Regions from separate parts of the Mus musculus genome. Here all the other regions are linked to region 5. Evidence: chromatin contacts called from public promoter capture Hi-C data. All regions are on one chromosome and are shown on one strand. The core of a region is the stretch at or near the end of the contact, and the rest is flanking DNA. Distances in the headings are between cores, read along the strand shown.

The links. Promoter capture Hi-C pulls out the DNA fragments that hold promoters and counts their contacts. Capture Hi-C pulls out chosen DNA fragments and counts their contacts.
Region 1: a promoter capture Hi-C map of pre-B cells shows a contact between it and region 5, with 2.6 times the contacts expected there. The contact joins the promoter of Vmac here to the promoter of Dpp9 in region 5. A contact is called at or near these places in 4 of 39 promoter capture datasets (the SN4741 cell line, cranial neural crest, hippocampal neurons and 1 more), 1 of 484 Hi-C or Micro-C datasets (embryonic stem cells), 4 of 115 datasets of contacts at active chromatin or transcription factors (embryonic stem cells, pancreatic cancer cells and regulatory T cells) and 1 of 9 other capture datasets (liver).
Region 2: a promoter capture Hi-C map of adipose tissue shows a contact between it and region 5. The contact joins the promoter of Catsperd here to the promoter of Dpp9 in region 5. A contact is called at or near these places in 5 of 39 promoter capture datasets (the C10 cell line, cranial neural crest, hippocampal neurons and 2 more), 2 of 115 datasets of contacts at active chromatin or transcription factors (astrocytes and pancreatic cancer cells) and 1 of 9 other capture datasets (adipose tissue).
Region 3: a contact with region 5 is called in a promoter capture Hi-C map of pancreatic islet. The contact joins the promoter of Safb2 here to the promoter of Dpp9 in region 5. A contact is called at or near these places in 10 of 39 promoter capture datasets (the C10 cell line, the HPC-7 cell line, cranial neural crest and 6 more), 1 of 484 Hi-C or Micro-C datasets (double positive thymocytes), 8 of 115 datasets of contacts at active chromatin or transcription factors (the NIH/3T3 cell line, effector CD8 T cells, embryonic stem cells and 4 more) and 3 of 9 other capture datasets (adipose tissue, liver and pancreatic islet).
Region 4: a contact with region 5 is called in a promoter capture Hi-C map of adipose tissue. The contact joins the promoter of Ptprs here to the promoter of Dpp9 in region 5. A contact is called at or near these places in 4 of 39 promoter capture datasets (cranial neural crest, embryonic stem cells and pre-B cells), 2 of 484 Hi-C or Micro-C datasets (CD4 T cells and embryonic stem cells), 3 of 115 datasets of contacts at active chromatin or transcription factors (embryonic stem cells, microglia and pancreatic cancer cells) and 3 of 9 other capture datasets (adipose tissue, embryonic stem cells and liver).
Region 6: a contact with region 5 is called in a promoter capture Hi-C map of pre-B cells, with 6 times the contacts expected there. The contact joins the promoter of Tincr here to the promoter of Dpp9 in region 5. A contact is called at or near these places in 13 of 39 promoter capture datasets (the 3T3-L1 cell line, the HPC-7 cell line, the SN4741 cell line and 6 more), 1 of 15 datasets of contacts at CTCF or cohesin (large pre-B cells), 3 of 484 Hi-C or Micro-C datasets (all in embryonic stem cells), 5 of 115 datasets of contacts at active chromatin or transcription factors (the SCID.adh cell line, bone marrow-derived macrophages, embryonic stem cells and 2 more) and 1 of 9 other capture datasets (embryonic stem cells).

Annotation. Positions count from the first base shown.
Region 1 is chr17:56,715,381-56,718,286 of GRCm38.p6, reverse strand. It overlaps Vmac (vimentin-type intermediate filament associated coiled-coil protein), which reads left to right and starts at 1,366. Exons shown (of 2, transcript NM_178926.3): 1 at 1,366-1,653; 2 at 2,470-2,906. The coding sequence starts at 1,463. The coding sequence ends at 2,803. It overlaps Ndufa11 (NADH:ubiquinone oxidoreductase subunit A11), which reads right to left and starts at 525. Exons shown (of 4, transcript NM_027244.1): 1 at 345-525. The coding sequence starts at 447.
Region 2 is chr17:56,626,601-56,629,446 of GRCm38.p6, reverse strand. It overlaps Catsperd (cation channel sperm associated auxiliary subunit delta), which reads right to left and starts at 1,304. Exons shown (of 22, transcript NM_175350.3): 1 at 1,197-1,304. The coding sequence starts at 1,258. Lonp1 (lon peptidase 1, mitochondrial) reads left to right here and starts at 2,544. Exons shown (of 18, transcript NM_028782.2): 1 at 2,544-2,846. The coding sequence starts at 2,574.
Region 3 is chr17:56,583,277-56,586,229 of GRCm38.p6, reverse strand. Safb2 (scaffold attachment factor B2) reads left to right here and starts at 1,645. Exons shown (of 21, transcript NM_001029979.3): 1 at 1,645-1,956. The coding sequence starts at 1,786. It overlaps Safb (scaffold attachment factor B), which reads right to left and starts at 1,248. Exons shown (of 21, transcript NM_001163300.1): 1 at 880-1,248. The coding sequence starts at 1,068.
Region 4 is chr17:56,474,679-56,477,829 of GRCm38.p6, reverse strand. It overlaps Ptprs (protein tyrosine phosphatase, receptor type, S), which reads left to right and starts at 1,350. Exons shown (of 33, transcript NM_011218.2): 1 at 1,350-1,490. It overlaps Gm32822 (a long non-coding RNA gene), which reads right to left. Exons shown (of 4, transcript XR_385656.4): 1 at 2,478-3,151; 2 at 1-1,614. It overlaps Gm9258 (a long non-coding RNA gene), which reads left to right and starts at 1,557. Exons shown (of 1, transcript XR_105855.2): 1 at 1,557-2,482.
Region 5 is chr17:56,217,494-56,220,478 of GRCm38.p6, reverse strand. Dpp9 (dipeptidylpeptidase 9) reads left to right here and starts at 1,590. Exons shown (of 21, transcript NM_172624.3): 1 at 1,590-1,738.
Region 6 is chr17:56,552,976-56,555,917 of GRCm38.p6, reverse strand. Tincr (predicted gene, 20219) reads left to right here and starts at 1,531. Exons shown (of 4, transcript NR_130128.1): 1 at 1,531-1,800; 2 at 2,356-2,469; 3 at 2,922-2,942.

The DNA.
Region 1 (2,906 bases), core at 117-2,616, 500 kb before region 5:
AGAATCAAGACCTCAAGGCCATCCTCCGCTACACAGAGGGTTTGCAGTCTTGCCAAGGCAACCCTAGAACTTGTCTTCAAAAACTCCGATGACCCGATCACCCCTTAACCCTAAAAACTCCTGACGACGCTGAAATGACCTTCACATTTTCTCCAGCTTTTGCTCCCTGATATTGACCTACGACCTCTGAAGCCCCTAGGCACTGACGAGTCTACGCCCCTCAAAAGTCTCAACCTCTTCCGCCTTTACAGCCATTGCGCCCCGGCGCCCCAGGGACCTCCGCGCGCCCTCTGACCTTTGCTTCCAGACCTCCGCCCTCCGCCCGCCCACCGGCCCGCGCTCACCGCAAATGCCGCCTAAGGCCGTGGTGATGTAGGTCTTGCGATGACACTGGGTGCCGTCGGGGACCTCATGGTAAGATTCAAAGAACCGCTTCACCATCGCCATACCTAGCTGGGCTTGCTCGGCCGACCCTAAAGCGTCTGGGCGAACTCAAGGGTAGCCGGCTAGGTCAACTCTCGCGAGGTTTCCAGCGCGCAACTTTATTGAACGCCTTGGACGCAGACAAGGCGTGCGCGCATGCGCGCAGTGCAGGTTTGTACCGAGGTCTTATTAATCCCGTAGCAAGATCTGTGTCGTGCTCGGTCCACAAGTGAATCTGGACAGAGACGCCCGTGACGTCAGGAAAGGTAAACTGAGGCCATGAAGAAAAACGCCTCCAGCCCTAGCGAAGACGAGGTTTCTAGTACGGAGAATGTTGATAGTGCATCCAAGGATGGGATTGACAGGTCGCAGGACAGCCATTACACTGTCAGGCAGGTCAGCGATCGAAACTAACAGAAGGTAGGACAATCGCAGGGCAGATATTACAGCGCGAGGCTAGTGATACCCTAGTTAGCCGGAGCTGCACGGACGCGGCGGGACACAGCGCAAAAGCGGTTGGCTCGTCAGGGATCCGGACTGTGTAGGGGTGTGGTTTCATGCCCATCTCAATCAGGACCGCGTGTAACTATTTGGGGGCGTGGCCAGGCTGGGGGCAAGGGGACCAATCGTGAGGATTTAGCGTGAGGATTATAATTGACGGAGACCAGGCCCACTCTGCTTTGGTTTTAAGTCCTCGCTGCACTCGCAGGCACAGCCACACTCAGGAGCTGGTCCTGAAAGGGACGTGAACATTGGCTACGGGGCGTGGCCGCACTTAGTCCTGCCCCTGGTAGAAACGTGGCCAATAGTGAGAGCCCAAGAGGAAGCACACGCCTTCCTCCGGGGGGCGTGTCTTTCTTGACGTCACTTCGAAGTTGGGCGGGGCCTCTTGAGAAGGTTTAAATTAATGCAGCGGCAGCCTGGCAGCTGCATGTGAGGGAGGGGGTGGGGGGTGGGGGTCGGGCTCAGGGGCGGGGCTTCTTGCGTTGTGGGCGTGACCCGACAGGGCGGGGTGGGGCCTGCACGGCAGCCGGGGGCCATGTCTGCGCCGCCACCTCTGCAGATCCGGGAGGCGAACGCGCACCTGGCCGCCGTGCACCGACGCGCAGCGGAGCTGGAGAGGCGGCTGCTGGCGGCTGAGCGCACGATTGGTGCGCAGGCCGAGCGCCTGGCCTGCCACGACCAGCACCTGCGCGCCGCCCTGGATGAGCTGGGTCGCGCCAAGGACCGGTGAGGCCCTGGAGGAGGCCCGGCGGACATCCCAAAGGAGGCGGGTGGAAAGGGCTGGGAACCGAGAGCAAAAATTTCCGGAGCACTAAATGCCCGGCATCACAGCACTAGGAGGGCTGAGACTGGAGGATCAGGAGTTCGGGCCATCCTCGACTACATGGGGACTTTAGAGTATAGCCTGGGTTACTTGAGAGCATTTCAAACTGTTAAAATGAAGCCAGCTGTCCCACCCACAAGGCCGAGTCTGCCGGTAGGTGCAAGAGTATTGTGTCTGATGATCGAAGGAAGCTGCTGGGTAGGGGCCCACATCGGTAGACAAAGGCACAGAACACCCCTATATAGAATAGTCAGATCTGTGACAACCATTTGTGACCATGCGGAAGTCCTACCGAAGGACACACAAAACTGGCACTGTTTTGTTTTTTGAGAGAAGGCTGGCCTTAAAGGCACTATGTAGCTTTCAACCCCTGATCCTTCTGCCTCCATCTCTCGAGTGCTGGGATGACAGAGCGCCAGGCCTGCTGTGGGGCTGAGGGTGCTTTACCAATGACATCAATGGCTCTGTGTATAAAGACACTCGCCACTAAGAATGACAAAGAATTTGATCCCATGGGGCAGGAGGAGCGAACCAACTCTTGAAAATTGTACCTTGACTTCCACATGTTTGCTGTCACATGTGTGCGCCTATGCACATAAACAAGCACACAAAGAAGTAGTGCAGGAGGAGACATAGGGAGTCTCAGAGGATTCTGGAGCAGGTAGATGCCCCCACCCCCACCCCCTGTAGGTAACTACCTTATTTGGTCCTCTTACCAGGGAGATATCTGCCCTCCAAGAGCAGCTGCTGAGCTCTGAGGCCACAGTTCGCAGCCTGCAGGCCGCAGTGGACCAGAGGGACCAGATGATCCAGCAGCTACAGCCTCGGGCTGACCTGCTGCAGGACATCACTCGCCACCGACCACCCCTGGCCGCACTGTTGGCCACCCTGGAGGAGGCAGAGGAACTGGGCCCCTTGCCGGCCAGCCACAGCCATAGGGCCCAGCTACTTCCTGATGGGCCTGGCCCACCCCTGGGCAACAACATGGGAAAGGAGGAGGGCCAGGACGACCAGGACGACCAGCAGCCTGCTGTGTTTGGGACCACGGTGTGAGCTGTCCTGACAGATCTCAGAATCTGTGGTCACGGCCCCATGGGGATTCCACTCTTAGAGTCCTGGACATCACCTAGAGGGGTCTTGAGACATTACCCGGATC
Region 2 (2,846 bases), core at 55-2,554, 410 kb before region 5:
AGGTCCCCAGGGGACAGTTAGTTAGCAGCCTCCACGACAGGATGGCTTTCTGAGCTGGGCACCAAAAGTGGGAGACTTTTCCTTTCTCAGCAGGGCTTCCCTGTCTCTTCCTGTCTTTGTTTGGACAGTGTCCTTAAACACAGGTGGCTGGCCTCTGAAAAGTGACCAGCTGCAGAACTCAGCACACACAGCCTGTTCTGGCTTCCCACCCACATGACCCATTGGCCCTTTCCACCTGTACCCCTCAAAAAAGCCCTTAAAGCCGGGCGTGGCACACGCCTTTAATCCCAGCACTCGGGAGGCAGAGGCAGGCGGATTTCTGAGTTCGAGGCTAGCCTGGTCTACAAAGTGAGTTCCAGGACAGCCAGGGCTATAAAGAGAAACCCTGTCTTGAAAAAACCAAAACCAACCAACCAACCAACCAACCAACCAAAAAAACCCCCAAAACCAAACCAAAAAGCCCTTAAATACGCTCTCATCCCTGGAAGAATACAGCAGACATCCCACTGCAGTAGTCTCCAGAGATCATTTTGTCCATATTCATGGCTGTCTGAACCCTCCTCTCCACCTCTGCCCCTTTTGTCCCCTCAGGCTGGTGACCTCCGGGGAGAAAAGTGGGAAGGAGGAGGGCATACAGAGACATACTTGCATGTTAGCGATCAGAGACACTGCTCACCATGGCACTAAGCACAGCATACTTCCCAACATGCACTCAGCCTCAACAGCCCATGGCACTGCTGCTGAGCCAGGTAGGGATGGATGGTGGGACAGATTGCAGACTGCACAAGGAACTTAGGTTTGACGCATGTCCAAAGCCCTGGCTCCACACCCAGAAATGGATTTTAGTGATTTGCTTGGGAGAGATATGCCAAATTTGATTTCTACAATTGGGCTGGAGGGTATGCCTGGGCTCCAACAAGAACCAGCCCCATTCCTCCTGTCATAAACCTCCCAGCAGGGCTGGAGAGATGGCTCAGTGGTTAAGAGCACTGACTGCTCTTCCAGTGGTCCTGAGTTCAATTCCCAGCAACCACATGGTGGCTCACAACCATCTGTAATGGGATTTAATGGCCTCTTCTGGTGCGTCTGAAGACAGCTACAGTGTATTCATATAAATAAAAAAAATAAAATTGAAATATCATTTAAAAAAAAAAAAAACCTCCCAGCAGCAATCCAACCCAGTTAGGCAGTTGTACCGGCACAGTGTGTGAGCCCTGACCATGGTGGCCACTGCTGCTGCTAGCATCAACACCAGCATCTTGCCTGGTTCTCCACAGCTAACACTGCTCTTCAACCGCCAAGCTTGAGAAAGTGTCTGAGCATGCGTGAGGTTAGGCCGCTTCTCTCCTACCCGCCTCTTGTCTGGGCACGCGCACCAGGTAAGAAGGCCACTAGCAGGACCTTTTGGACGTGTCGGACAAAAGCCCGGTTAGGTCTACGCAGAGGAAACTGGAAGGAGTGGGCATGCGCAATATGGAAGCAGAGCTCGCACATTTCAAACCTGAAAATTACACCCAGGTTCCCAGATCCATAAGTCAAAATCCAAAGCATGCCCAAACTTCAAGGAGGTCACCACAGCACTAGCATGAGCACACGTGGGTGTGGAAGCAGAGCTTTGGGCATGCATCAATCCACTCCCTGCTTTGTGGAGCCGGAGCATGCACACGGGTCTCTTGGGACGTGTCCTGGAAGCTTCAGTGTTTTGGTAAGTGCCTCACGGACCACTGACAACAAAGGCAACGCTGAGCAGGCGCACCTGCGCACGGCCTTTAGCATGCATACTATACGAGAGGCAAAAGCCCTCCAAGCACGCCTCCTCCAGTGTGGAGTGAAGATGCCACCAACTGCGTAGGGAGATGTAGTAAAACCTGTTGTTGTGTATCAACAAAGAACGCTGAAAAGACTAAAGTTAAAGGAGGGGTGCGCTGTACTTTTCTTCCGATGCCTTCAGAACACAGAATTTACCCTGTAAAACCTTTTTGATGGCAGTAGAAAAACAGAACGCAGTACTAAGGTACAGCTTGGACAGGACAAACCAGTAGTTGTAGGAACTGGGAGGGGCCACGCTTCTTCCAGGCCCCCTTCCTAGAGCGATGCCCCCCGCCCCCTCCGCACAAGCTCCAGTCTGGAGTCACCGCTCTGGCCACGCCCCTATGTCAAGCCCCGACCTTTGAGCCCGCCTTCGGCCATATCCCTGATTCCAGTTCCTCCAATCCCTGCCTGGTGGAGCGCCCCCCATTCGGACCACACACCAGTCCTGCTTTCTCCGTCATGTTTCCTCAAGCTTACTACACCTCTCACTTTTTCATCCAGATCCTCAAAGTCCTCTCTAGAACATCCTTCATCGGGCCACGCCCCCTTGCCGTCCAACTCCAAGCCCCGCTCTGAGCCTTGAACCACGCCCCTACTCCGCCCTCCCATCCCCAAACCCAGTCTCCCTCTGACCACGCCCACTCACTCACCTTATTCAAGCTCCGCCTCTCCAGCCCGAAGCACGCGAGCGTCATCACGTGCGCAAACGGGGGGCGAGCAGAGATGACGTAAGTGCGGTGCGCCGTCAGTATGGCTGTTCCATGGCGGCGAGCACAGGCTACGTGCGGCTCTGGGCCGCTGCGCGGTGCTGGGTTCTGCGGCGGCCGCTGCTGGCTGTCACCGGAGGCCGGGTCCCGAGCGCGTCCGGGTCGTGGCTGCGCCGAGGATGTCGGGCCTGCGACATGTCAGCTCCCTGGGGCGGCCGCGTTCTTCCCGGCGGGGTCCAGTGGCGGGGGCTGTGGGACTCGGGCAACCGCGGTGGCAGCGACGAGACCTCCGAGGGCGGTGCGGAGGACGGGGCCACGGCGAGCACC
Region 3 (2,953 bases), core at 396-2,895, 370 kb before region 5:
AAAAAAAAGAGACAAAACAAAAACCTACTATGTTTTACAGAAAGGCTTTCACGCATCCCAAGATGGCCTCAAACTTAGGATCCTTCTGCCTCCACCACTCCCGGCCTTAGGAAGTATTTGGGATAAAACTTAGGGTTTTGTGCATGCAAGGTAAGCACAATACCAAATGAGTAGCACACTACCAAATGAGTAGCTCTTGGACCTACTTTATACTTTGAAAAAGGCTTAGCTAGCCCTGAACTCTAATATTCAGGTTGGTTTGGAACTCCTCTACAGCCCAGGTTGGCCTTGAACTCACATCTGACTTACCTTTATCAACAGAAAAAAACGTTCTTTCCTTCCATCTCGTATCTTCCCCTAGCTTAGTTCTAGCAAAGAATTAGAAACAATTTATTTTTCCGCTTTGTTTTTGTTTTTTGTCTCCCTGGGCTACCTACATCCTCCGGCTGTCTGCGAACTCTGAGAGTTTCTCATGTTTCATCTCCACCACCCCTGCCCCCAACGTCACTGTGTCTTCCCAGATTAAAAGAAAAGAAAAGAAACAAAAACCACCTGTTCTGCCTCGGGGGCCGAAAAGGGACTTGGGATCGAATCCCGCCACAAGCTGACCCCACTGGATGACCTTGGCCGAGTCCCCTTCATCCCCCTTTGGGGTTGGGACTAAGCAGTACAGGGAACGCGGTGTCATCGATCCCCCGAACCCGTTCGTGGTGTTATTTCCCTCTGGTCGCATCGCTGGGGGCGTCGAGATTCGAATCCTTGCACCCGGCGCCCGCGGAGCCCCAGTATTAGCGCCCAGCGCGAAGGCCAACGGGCCACTCCGGGCCCGGCGGTGGGTGTCGCCATGGCGACCATGGGGTTCCCCCCCGCGAACCTCACCTTCTTCAGCCGCTCCATCAGCACGCTCTTGTTGCCGCTCGAGTCGAGGTTCCGCTTCTTCAGCTCCGCCCGCAGGTCGATCACCCGCAGGTCGCTGAGCCGCCGCGTCCCGGTCTCTGACGCCGCGGAGCTCACGGCCGCCGCGCCCGCCGCACTCGCGTCTCCTAAACCCGACAGAGTCTCCGCCATTCCAGGGACCCTGGTTCCGTCGCCCACTTCACACAGAACCGGGTCAGTGGGTTTGCGTGAGTGTGTTTTTTTTTTGATTTGTTATTATTATTATTTTTTTGAATCTCGGCCCTCTTACCACAAAATGGCGCCGCCTGAGAGGGAACCGCTTCAGCCTCCCCGGAGGCGCACCTCGACACTGCGCAGGCGCCGCCGGCGCGAGCCCTACGCTCTCAGACGCCTTTACCCAAGCGCAGTGTGCGCGGCGGCAGAGACGACGTAGGCGCGCCTCGCCGGCTCGCGCTTGGCCGCGGACCAAGACGCATGCGTGCTACAGGTCGTGCGCCTGCGCATCACTGTCGGAGCGCTGGCCGTAGAGCGGTGGCGTGCGCAGCCGGGCAACGCTGCGAGAGGCAAACGGGGGTCAGTGAGCGTAGCGAGGCGGTGCGCGTGCGCATTAAAAAGAGGGTGGCGACGGGGCCGGGGGGGGGGGGGGGAGGGGGGGCTTACGACCGGTTGCGCATGTGCACTTGTACCCGCGAGGCTCGAGACTGCTTTGGCGTGCGACCTAGGAGGTGCGTCAGAGCTGTGCGCCTGCGCAGCCGCAAAGGGAGGCGGGAGGAAGCGAGTGCGTTTTCCTCTTCGGCAGCGCCATTTTGTACTACCTCCGAGCCGCCACAGCTGGTGCCAGCGAGTGGAGGGGGTTCCGGAGCGAGTTGGGAAGTCGCGGAAGCGAGGATGGCGGAACCCGGGACCGGGTCGGGCGACCCCGCCTTTGGTCCGGGCGCCTCGGAGAGTGGGACGCGGCGGCTCAGCGACCTGCGGGTGATCGACCTGAGGGCGGAGCTGAAAAAGCGGAACCTGGATACGGGAGGCAACAAGAGCGTGCTGATGGAGCGGCTGAGGAAGGTGAGGGAACCCGAGTGGCGCCGTGGACCCGGGCACGTAACTGCCCGCGCAGACTCGGGCCGGCCTTCCCACCCCGAGCCCCCCCCCCCGACTTCGGTCTGTGCTGTCAGTTACCGAAGCAGCCGAGGCTGTGTGACCTTTACTAGTCGCTGCCCCTCTCTGTGTCTCGCCTCCCACTTGCCCCGGGATTTGCAGGAAGCCGGGCCTTGTTGAGTAATCGGGTGGCTCTGGGCACGTCTCCATGATGACCTTGCACCTGCAGCTGTCTTTTCCGCCACCCTAGTTTTACTCTTCTGGGGAATCTATCAGTCAACCCCACTGTTGGCGGTGCCCAGTGTCTCTGCACAGACCATGTTCGCTCCCAGGTCCGGTCCCCTCGCGCTTCCCTGGTCTTGGAGCCTAGTTGTCATCTCGAGTCAGCGTAAGATGTCACTTTCCTCCCCCTAGACAAGAAGTCTTGTCTACTGCCCTTCAGCGCTTGACACAAGCTTGCCTCTGTGGAACAGGGTCCTTGAGGGTTAGGGACTCCTGATTGGCTGCAAGTAGAAGGCGCCAGAATACTTTGAGGGAAAATTGGCCAGCGCTTTCTTCTTCGGTCTATGTTGTTTTTCCTTATCAAAAATCAGCGCCTCCCCTCCCACGCAAAACTTTTTTTGGAGAGCTACTGTGGCCCAGTGTGGCCTTGGACTTGCTGTGAAACCCAGACTAGACTTCAGCTCTTGGTCTCCTGCCCCCCCTTTTCACTTCCAAAATGCTGGAATTAAAGGTTTGCTTTGTTATGGGAGGCCTTTTGAGCGCCCCATTCAGCTCTTTGCCCTGCCTGAATCAAGGACAGGTTTCCTACCATCATCCCTGTGTTTGATGAAAGAGCACACAAGATGAGCGGTCACCAACCCTGATTTGGGGTTAATACTTGGATTTTATTCTATTTTTTTGTCTTGGGTTGGGGATTACATCTAGGGCTACAAGCTGCCAGGTCATGTATGACCACAACCTG
Region 4 (3,151 bases), core at 101-2,600, 260 kb before region 5:
ACCCGCGGTTTACATGTTCCCCTTCGCTGCTCACGAGGACCCAGGGGGCAGAAGCGGTTACTCAGTTCGGACAAACAAGGCAAGGCCTGGTTCCCTCCCTGATGGATGGCCAGTCTGCTCTGGCATGGCCAGTCCTGCCAGCACCCAGCTCCATAATATATGAGTACACACTGTGTGCAGCCAACAGTGCCATACACCTGCAGGGACTATGCAAGGATGTGGACATCTCCACAGAGTACCCAAACTTCAAGTACCTGCTGTGCATGAGAGAAACTACACTAAGGGCCCCTGAACACTATGCAAACCTCCGGCACCTTCTACGTGCTCCAATCTCGACTAGCACCACGTACGTCAATCAGGGTCACCCCAGTCAGGCAAGAGGACAAAGCCGTCTCTGCTAAACTGGCCGCGGTGCAGGCTCTGGGAAGCCCTGTTCTTAATTTAGGCTCCTTGTCAATTATTCATGGCACTCTTCCCCGTTTATGACCCAGTCCTTCCGCCCGGACTCTTCGGCTCCAGGCTCTTGCTCATGTCTCCAGCTCTGGGCCGGAATGAATGAATTCCAGAGGGGAAAAAAACCCAGACTGTAAAACAAAATCGTTTCGTTATTTGAGGCAGGGTCTCAGGTGCAGTCCACACTCGACTCACACTTGCAGCAATTCTCCTGCTGCTGTCTAAAAGTTTCGCACCCCATGCCTGTGACTACTCTTTTCTTTAAGGTGTTTTTCAGTCTTTTGCTGCATTTCATCTGTTTGGCATGTCTAGTAACTCAGTGGACATGGGTGTGTGCATACATGTGGAGGTCAGCGCCATAGGAGTCAGATTCCTCCTTCCACTATGGGACTTTGGGGATTGAAGTCAGGTTCTCTGGCTTGGGCTGCAAACACCTCTATTTGCCGAGCCATTTTGAGCCCCACCCCCACTTTTAAAAAATTTTTTTTAATGCCCAGCTCATCCTCCTTTTCCCAAGCTGGTCTCGAATTCATTGTTATCCCAGGCTGTTCAAAAACGACGTCCTCCTGCTTCAGCCTCTTCAGCCAGCAAGGCGGGCTTGATGGGAAAGATTTTAGGGAAAGGATATTTTGGCCAAAGAAAGCAGAGTGGGGAGACAGGCAGGAGGCTCAGGTCATCCTCAGTGTAACTTGAGGCCAGCATGGGCTACAACAGAACTTGAGTTTAAAAGGAATCCAGAGGAGACAGGCCGGGCCACGTGTCCCACGTCCCACGTGCTCCCCGGGCCTTCTACAGGCTCCTGAAGCACGTGACCCAGCAGCGCCTCCTCACTGGGCAGGCATCTGCGCGCAGGCGCAGTACTGTACACGGCCAGGCCCCAGGGCCGCGGCGGCGGAAGGGGTGACGTCACCGGCTGGGGGCGCGCGAGCCGCAGTGGGGTTTTGCCCCGCCCGCCAGGCAGCTCGGGCCGCGCGCACACGCGGAGCCGCCGGAGCCCGGGCCGACCCGGTGCCGGGAGCAGCATGCGGAGCCCGCAGGTACCGGGGTGCACGGGGCGCACGGGGGACACAGGGGGCGGGGTGGGCGGCGCCGGCTTTGTGCTTCCAAGCTTCTCCGCCTTTGTGCTCCGAAGGGGGTCCGGGCTGCAGCCGTAATCGGATTCTGCAAGAAGGAGAGGGATGTGGAGGACCTGGAGGGATGGAGCTGGAGAAATGGGGACCGCGAGGGTTGTGGACCCGGAGGGACAGAGACCCACAGAAACGGGAACCGGTAGAGACAGGGTCCAGGAGGGATGAGGACGCGCGCGGGCGACTTGGCCCGTACCCAGGGTCACCGACTGCACCAGCCGGGCGGGGACGCGGTGTGCGGTGCGCGGTGTCAGCGTCTGGAGCTGCAGACCGGGCCAGGCGCCTCAGATCACCTGGGGCTTCGGTTCCACCCTTCTGCGGTCCGGGCGCCCCCAACCCCCGACCTCCCCCAGCTTTGGGATTGGGACTGCTCATCCACCCTCATCCTCGCGATGCGGGGGCCTGTGGGGAACCCCGGGGAGCCAGCCTGCGGCCCTAAGGCCCCCGGTACACCCCAAGAGCCCCCCGACTGGCTGAGGGTGGTGACGTCACCGGGGGCGGGGACTGGGGCGCAGAAGGAAATGGGGTCCGAGAGCAGGTACCCCCGTTGCAATGCGAGCTGGGTCAGGGCCAAGTTCTCTGCTCATCGTGGAGCCTCTTCACCCCCAAACCCCAGCACCACTATGAGCGAGGATCCTTTTGATTGCCACACCCCCCAAATCCCTGTGCGTTACCCCTTTTCCCTGCTCTCAAATCTGCCTCCATATGCCCCCGAAAACCTGCAGCAGGTGTGAGCGCCCATCTTCCCGGTCACCCCTCACCTCGTCTCTCCCTCCAGTAGAACCTCCTAACGGTCACTTCCCCGGGTGTCTCCTGGCCTGGCAGGGGTTCCCTTACGCTCACTTTCCAACCTGAGCAAGGATGTCCCTCCCCCAATAAACCGTCCTTGGTGCTCACATGGAGACCTCTGAGGTGTCCCAAGCCTGGATGGGCACTCGGGGATCCAAAGAGTCTTCTACAGAGCAAGAGGGATCCCGAGGGTGTTAGATTGGTGGACACATCCTGTTCACCCATCTTTCTGCACCTGGATCCTGGGTCCTGGCTTCTGTACCCCCCGGGGGGTGCTGCTGTCTCTATGGTGCAGATAACGGCCGTCTGCTTTGTCTGGGCTAGCCTGGGACCCTCCTACTCGGGCTCTGGCCTCTCTTGCCAGCTGCGACTCCTTCCTTCATTAAAGGCCGGGTAGTGGGAGCTGCCATTTGCATAGACTCCCCTCCCCCCTGCCCGGTCTTTTCTCCTTTCTTTGTGTCCCTCCCCCTGTCAATCTCCAGCTGCCTTCTGTCCCTGCTCCTGCCTTCTGCCAGCTGATTTCTTGGCGGCTGCAGGCGGGCAGCTGGAGCTGGGGGCGGCTTCCCGCCCCGACCAACCTCAGAGTCCCCAGCTCGGAACAGTGGGGGGACACTTAGGTCCCAGATAATGTCTGTGCCTGGCCTCCGGTCCGTCTCCCTGCCCATCGCGCCTGGGTCTCCAGAGACCCACAAACTCCCGTCCTGTCCCTTGTGGGGCCCCAAGGAGTATGGGGGGGACACACCCTCACCATGACATTGCATTTCTTCTTGGGGATGGCTCTC
Region 5 (2,985 bases), core at 341-2,840:
ACCCTTTCCTCCCCAACTTGCTTCTTGCTCATGATGTTTGTGCAGGAATAGAAACCCTAAGACACCCTCTTTCTGTCTTTAGTAGTACATGTTCATGTCAAAGGTCTCCACCTCTGAGTGCTGGAGCTGACCCTTGACCCCAGAGGACCTCCTCCCTCCCTCCCCCATCACATAAGTTCATCTTCAAGTTCAAGCAGATGCTGGGGCTTAGGCTCAGTCCCAATCCCCAGCTTCTCATTAACCAGGCATGGTGGTGTACAGTCACCCCAGCACTGGGGAGGAAGAGGCAGGAGTTCAAGATAAATTTTAGCTACATGAGACTCTTCCCCAAAATGGGTGTGAAAAGAAAGGGGTCAGGAGAGAGAAGAGGATGGCTGGAACTGGGGAAGACCAGGAGAGCCGCCAGGCCCTCAGCCACGTCCTGTAATTGTGTAACAAATGGTGTCTCCAGGGAGGGTTCCTGGAAAGGGAACAGGGTTGCAACATCATGTTAAAAATGTAGCTCTCAGGATTTCCGGTCAAAAAGTTAACTAGCTAGGAAGCTAAGTGGGGACACTTCAACAACAATGGAGGATGCTCACTAAATGTCACTCACCAAACAATGGATGCCCTTCTGCAGGAACCCTGTTAGGATAACTTTTGGGGAGTGTGTCTTTATTTACAAAAGCTCTTTAGAGGCTTGAGAGAGGTGGCTCTGCGAGGAGGGGAGTCCATGTCCCAGCACTCATGTGGCCTTAACTCCAGTTACAAGAAATCCATTGTGGGTCTGGAGAGATGGCTCAGTGGTTAAGAGCACTGACTGCTCTTCTGAAGGTCCTGAGTTCAAATCCCAGCAACCACATGGTGGCTCACAACCACCTTTAATGAGATCTGACGCCCTCGAATCTGAAGACTGCTACAGTGTACTTAGGTGTACTTAGATATAATAATAAATTTAAAAAAATTAAAAGGAAAGAAACCCATTGTCCTCTTCTGTCACACTCGCGTGGCTCAGACACAATGCACAGATAAGAAGTAAAACATGAGCCGGGCGTGGTGGCGCACACCTTTAATGCAGAGGCAGGTGGCAGAGGCAGGCGGATTTCTGAGTTCGAGGCCAGCCTGGTCTACAGAGTGAGTTCCAGGACAGCCAGGGCTATACTGAGAAACCCCGTCTCGAAAAACAAAAAACAAAGTAAAACATGGTGTGGGCGAGATCTAGACAGAGCAGGCAGATCTTAGAGTTCAAAGCTAGCCTGATTAAGTGGAGAGTTTCCGAGCGCTGGGATGAGCGGCGTAAGCAATCTGGGACTAGAACCCGGGGCCACCTTTTGGAAGGCAGCTTTCCTAACCACTATTCTACCAATATCTCAGCTTTCTTAGATATTTTTAATAGGTCACTGCAGGGTCGAGCTGGCCAGCAGAACTGGAGCAGGGGTGTCCATCCCGCAGTCCTCTCCCAGACAGCAAGGGGCCACCAGCCTTGCCTTCAGCCCTAAGACGCTCCTGAGCATTGTCCCCTAGAGTTTCACGGACGTTGGTTCTGCCCTGACGTTACCCAATCAAAAGCCTCTGCTTCTGCAGCTCAACTTCCGGGTCAAAGGAGGCGCAGCTGGCGGGTCCCCCCGGTGTCCGCCGCCTTCGCTGTCCCCCCGCGCCCGCCACTTCCGGGCCCTCGTCTTGGGCATGGAGCGTCGCGTGTGAGGCGCCGCCGGCCCCGGGGACGCCCTGCTCAGCTTGTCCTCCGCGCCACGCTCGGGTGAGCAGCGTCCGGCCCCGGCTCGCCGCCTCCCGCCCCGGCCGGCGCCGTCCGCCCGCCTCGGCGCCGCGCGCCCTGTCCTCGTCGTCCCCGCCGCTCTGGTCGCCGCGCTTCGCCGGTTCCGGGCCGCGCCCAAGAGCTGCTGCCGCACCGCTGCGGAGACGCAGCCGCCAGCTTCATCGCAGAGCGCGGCTCAGCCCGGCGTCCGCGCAGCCTCCGCCAGCCTCCGCCAGCCTCGTCTCTGCCAAACCCTCCCTCCCGGCCTCATCCTTCCCAACCTGATCCCCTCAAGCCTCATCCTCTTCCATCTTGATCTTCTAAAGCCGGATCCCCGCAAGCCTGATTCCCCTCCCAGCTTGATCCCTCAAGCCTGATCCCCAAAACTTGATCCGTCCAACTTGTTCCCTCAAGGCCTGATAGTCCAGGTTGACCCTCCTCTCAAACCTGAAATCCTAAAGCTTCATACCCCAAAGCTTGAAACCCGCAGCATGAACCTCTCCAAATGACCCTACCAGCCTGACTCTTCCAAGACTGGTCACTCCCCAAGCCTGATCCTTCACTCAGCCCTTATCCTCTGCCTCAGTTTCCACATTGTCGCATGCCAAGCTTGATACCCTCCCAGACTAAAATCATATCCTCTGTCTCATCCCTTTCCTCCCCGGATTAGCTTGAACCCCCTCAGCTTCCAGCATTCATTCCCTGCATCTTGAGCCCCACCCTTAGGATCTCGGCCTTAGGCCCATCCATCCCCTCCCCATCCACGATTTTGCCCAGCCTTTGACCTCAGCGGCCTTTTTGCTGCCTGTTACCCAGGCTCCCTCGGGAGCCCCCAGGGCAATCACCAACCTGCTTTCGAAGAGTTGGGACTGGTGCCCAGGAGGTGTGGACCACAGTCGCCAGTTCCCTGCTGGGTCCCAGGGAGACCGCACACTGAGGGACACGTCTCTTCCAAGTACAACCCAGGGCATGTTGGCAGCCCCGAGGGGCTGGGAGGCTCAGTTAGAGTCGAACCAGGTAGATAGGGTTAGGCACAGGCGGAGACTCCCGCCCGCATGGAAAGTGAGTGAGAAGAAGCCACACACATCACCGGCCCCTCCATCTTCACCGGCCCCTTCATCCTCACTGGTTCCCCAGTTCACACCAACCACTCCATCCTTGCCAGCCCCTCATCTTCCGCCAACCCCTTCATCCTTGCCAGACCCCATTTTCACCAACCCCTTCATTCTTGCCAGCCCTTCCCATCTGCC
Region 6 (2,942 bases), core at 282-2,781, 340 kb before region 5:
GAGCGTGGTCAGGGGAGGCCTTTCCTTGTCAAATGCCCACCCTCGGTTTCCATTTTTAGTTTTACATGAAGGATGTACCATTTTTCATAAACCTGTTAAGTTGTCTATCCATTTTTCTATCTTATTGTTGGTTTCCAGAAGCTTTTTACGTACGGTGGAAGTCAGTCTTTTTTGTCTATTTTGACTATTGGAAATTTTCAATGGCTTTGTTGCAGTTTTCATGTGTGAAGTGTTTGTGTGTAGGTGTTTTATATTTGCATGTTGTCAGTTATTAATCTTTCAATTAAAGGCTCCCTTTACAGATACTTACTGAACTGTGTGGGTGGTGAATGTGGGCAAATGGGACAATTAATGTCACCCTACACAGCACACTGAGATATATTTTTTCCTATATATTCTCTTACCTGTCTTTTTTGGGAGTAACAGGGGTCATGATCTCTCTTTGATAAAGCTGACCTCACAGGAATCTGCCTGCCTCTGCCTCCCAAATGCTGGGATTAAAGGTTTGCACCACCAAGATGTCACTGGGCTAAATTTTTAGAACGTTCAGTTTGTTTTTCTTTGCGGAGTCAAAGTTAACACCTAGAATGTTCTCTCAGCATTCCCATTCCTGGGTAAGTGTAAGTCAGGGCCTTGTAACAACAATGTCTTTTTACAAGACCCCAGTAGACAGGCAGAGACACTGAGGTAAGGGGAGGAGAGGCTGTGGCAGGAGATGACAGGGTTAGAGGCCACACAGTGACTACTGCATTGTTGCTGGTGACAAATGCCCAGAGTTTGTGTGTCAGAGGCCAAGTGCAGAGGACAAACTGCTCTATCCAGTGGGGCAGTGAGAGCATCGGGGAGGGAAAAGGCGTGCTTTCGGAAGTGTGCTGGAGAGGCGGCTGGCTCCCAGAAATGGCTGTAAGGATCGGGAGGCTGGAACTCGCTTCTCTCCTCATCAAGCACTTGCTGAACTGAGTGGGTGGTGAATGTGGGCAACTGGGAATGTTGAACTCTTACCCATCCCCTGGAGCCCCACCTCCAGTGCACGTGAACTTCCAGGCCAAACCTAGACGTCTGTCTCCCCTACTTAGACCCTGTTCCTAACTTGATGGCCATAGAGGGCAAAGGCCCAAGATTGAGGTTTCTTTGGAGCCCACAGACACAAAACAAGTACAGATACAGATTAGGGAGGAAGTTCTAGAGTGTTCCCTGGAATAATAAATAAATGGGTGGGTGGGTTACACTGCCTTCCTTGCCACCCTTCTCTCCTCCTCACTTCTGCTTCAAAAGCAGGACCCAACTCCACTCCTCCAATACACCAGGCTCTCCATCCTGCCACAGTGCTTTCGTATAGCTGCGTTCTTTGCCCCAGGGCCTTTGATGTATGCTGTGCACAGGAGAAATGTTTGTCATGGAGGCCTGGGCTGGGCCAGCCAATGTCACCACCCCTGTGGGCTGCTGCTGTAGCAGGGCGTGCCTAGGAGGGGTGGAGGCAGGTGGCTCAGCCGGTCTAGCAGGTGCTGACCTGCGAGAGAGTCTCAGGCTGGCAATGGCCATGGAGGAGCTGCGGCGAGGGCTGTCCCGCTGGAAGCGCTACCACATCAAGGTACACCTAGCCGACGAGGCATTGCTACTGCCACTGACCGTGCGGCCCCGAGACACACTGAGTGACCTGCGCGCACAGCTAGTGGGCCAGGGTGTAAGCTCTTGGCGCAGAACCTTCTACTACAACTCTAGGCCTCTGCCTGACCATCAGACAGTTCGCGAAGCTCGCCTGCAGGACGGCTCAGTATTACTTCTGCTCAGCGACACCAGGTGACCAGGGATCTAGGCTGGGACTTGGGCTAGAACCTGGTAGGATCTTGAGCTCTGGCTTATGGAGGTTGGCCCAGTGGGATGGTGATGGCTTGGGGACATGGTGAGAAAGACCTCTGTGACCGTGCCTGCTTCCTCTCGGCTCCATTAGCTATGTCGATATGTGGTGTGAGCTCCAGCGGTGGCTCTGAGGACTCCCTGCCCTCATTTCTGTGTATCTGGCTCTGGCTCAGCACGTCTCTCTGTATCTGTGTCCTGGTCTCTGTCTCTCTCTGCACACCGCCCCTATCTGTTTCTTCATGTCTCCGAGTGTCTCCATCTCTCTCTCAGTTTCTGTCCACTCATCTAAGAGGTCGGTGGGATGAGCAGCCCTGGGCCACTACTGCACTCCCCATCCCAAGCCCGTCACACCTTGTGTCTACACTGGCCTCAGTGTCTCTAGTGGGGCCCGGCTGTATAGTGCATCACCACCAGTATGAAGACACTTCAGAGCGATCCTGGACTAGCTGGAAAGACTTTAGTCGTCACCGCTTGTCTTTATGTTCACCCCCTCAGGTAGGAAATGGAGGAGATGGAGCGATGATTTTAGGGACACAAGATGCTGGCTGAAGGAGCAAACTGGCCCAGGCACCACATCTCTCTCTTCCTGGGAGTCCAGTCGTACTTCAGGTAAGCCATTCATGGGAGGCCTGAGAGATGGTGGGGAAACTGAGGGCCTCATGAGGTGGGCACATTAGCCTTATCCTTCCATCTCCTCTGTTGGCTCAGCACTGGTGTCCCCATCTGTGTGACTTTGAGAAGTTCTCTACTCTCCTCTGGACTCTTTACTTTGATGCAGACATAAACTGACTGTGCTTTGTGGGCTTGGGTCCACAAGAGCTCTGCCTGCAATTCCTGTAACAGACACCAGGACAAACGGAGCAGCTTTGCCTGCAATTCCTGTGGTGTCCACCAGGGGGATCCTAGCACTGTGCCTGCTACAGAAGGGCCTCAGGATTGTGGGCAACCACTGCACTCCCTTCCAAGCCCAGATCCAGGCTATTTGGAGAAGGGAAAAAGGGCCATTAGCTTGGAAACTGCTGGTTGACATCCCTGGGCCCACATGTCCCTTGCTGATCCAGGTGCTGGGCTTCCAGAGAGAT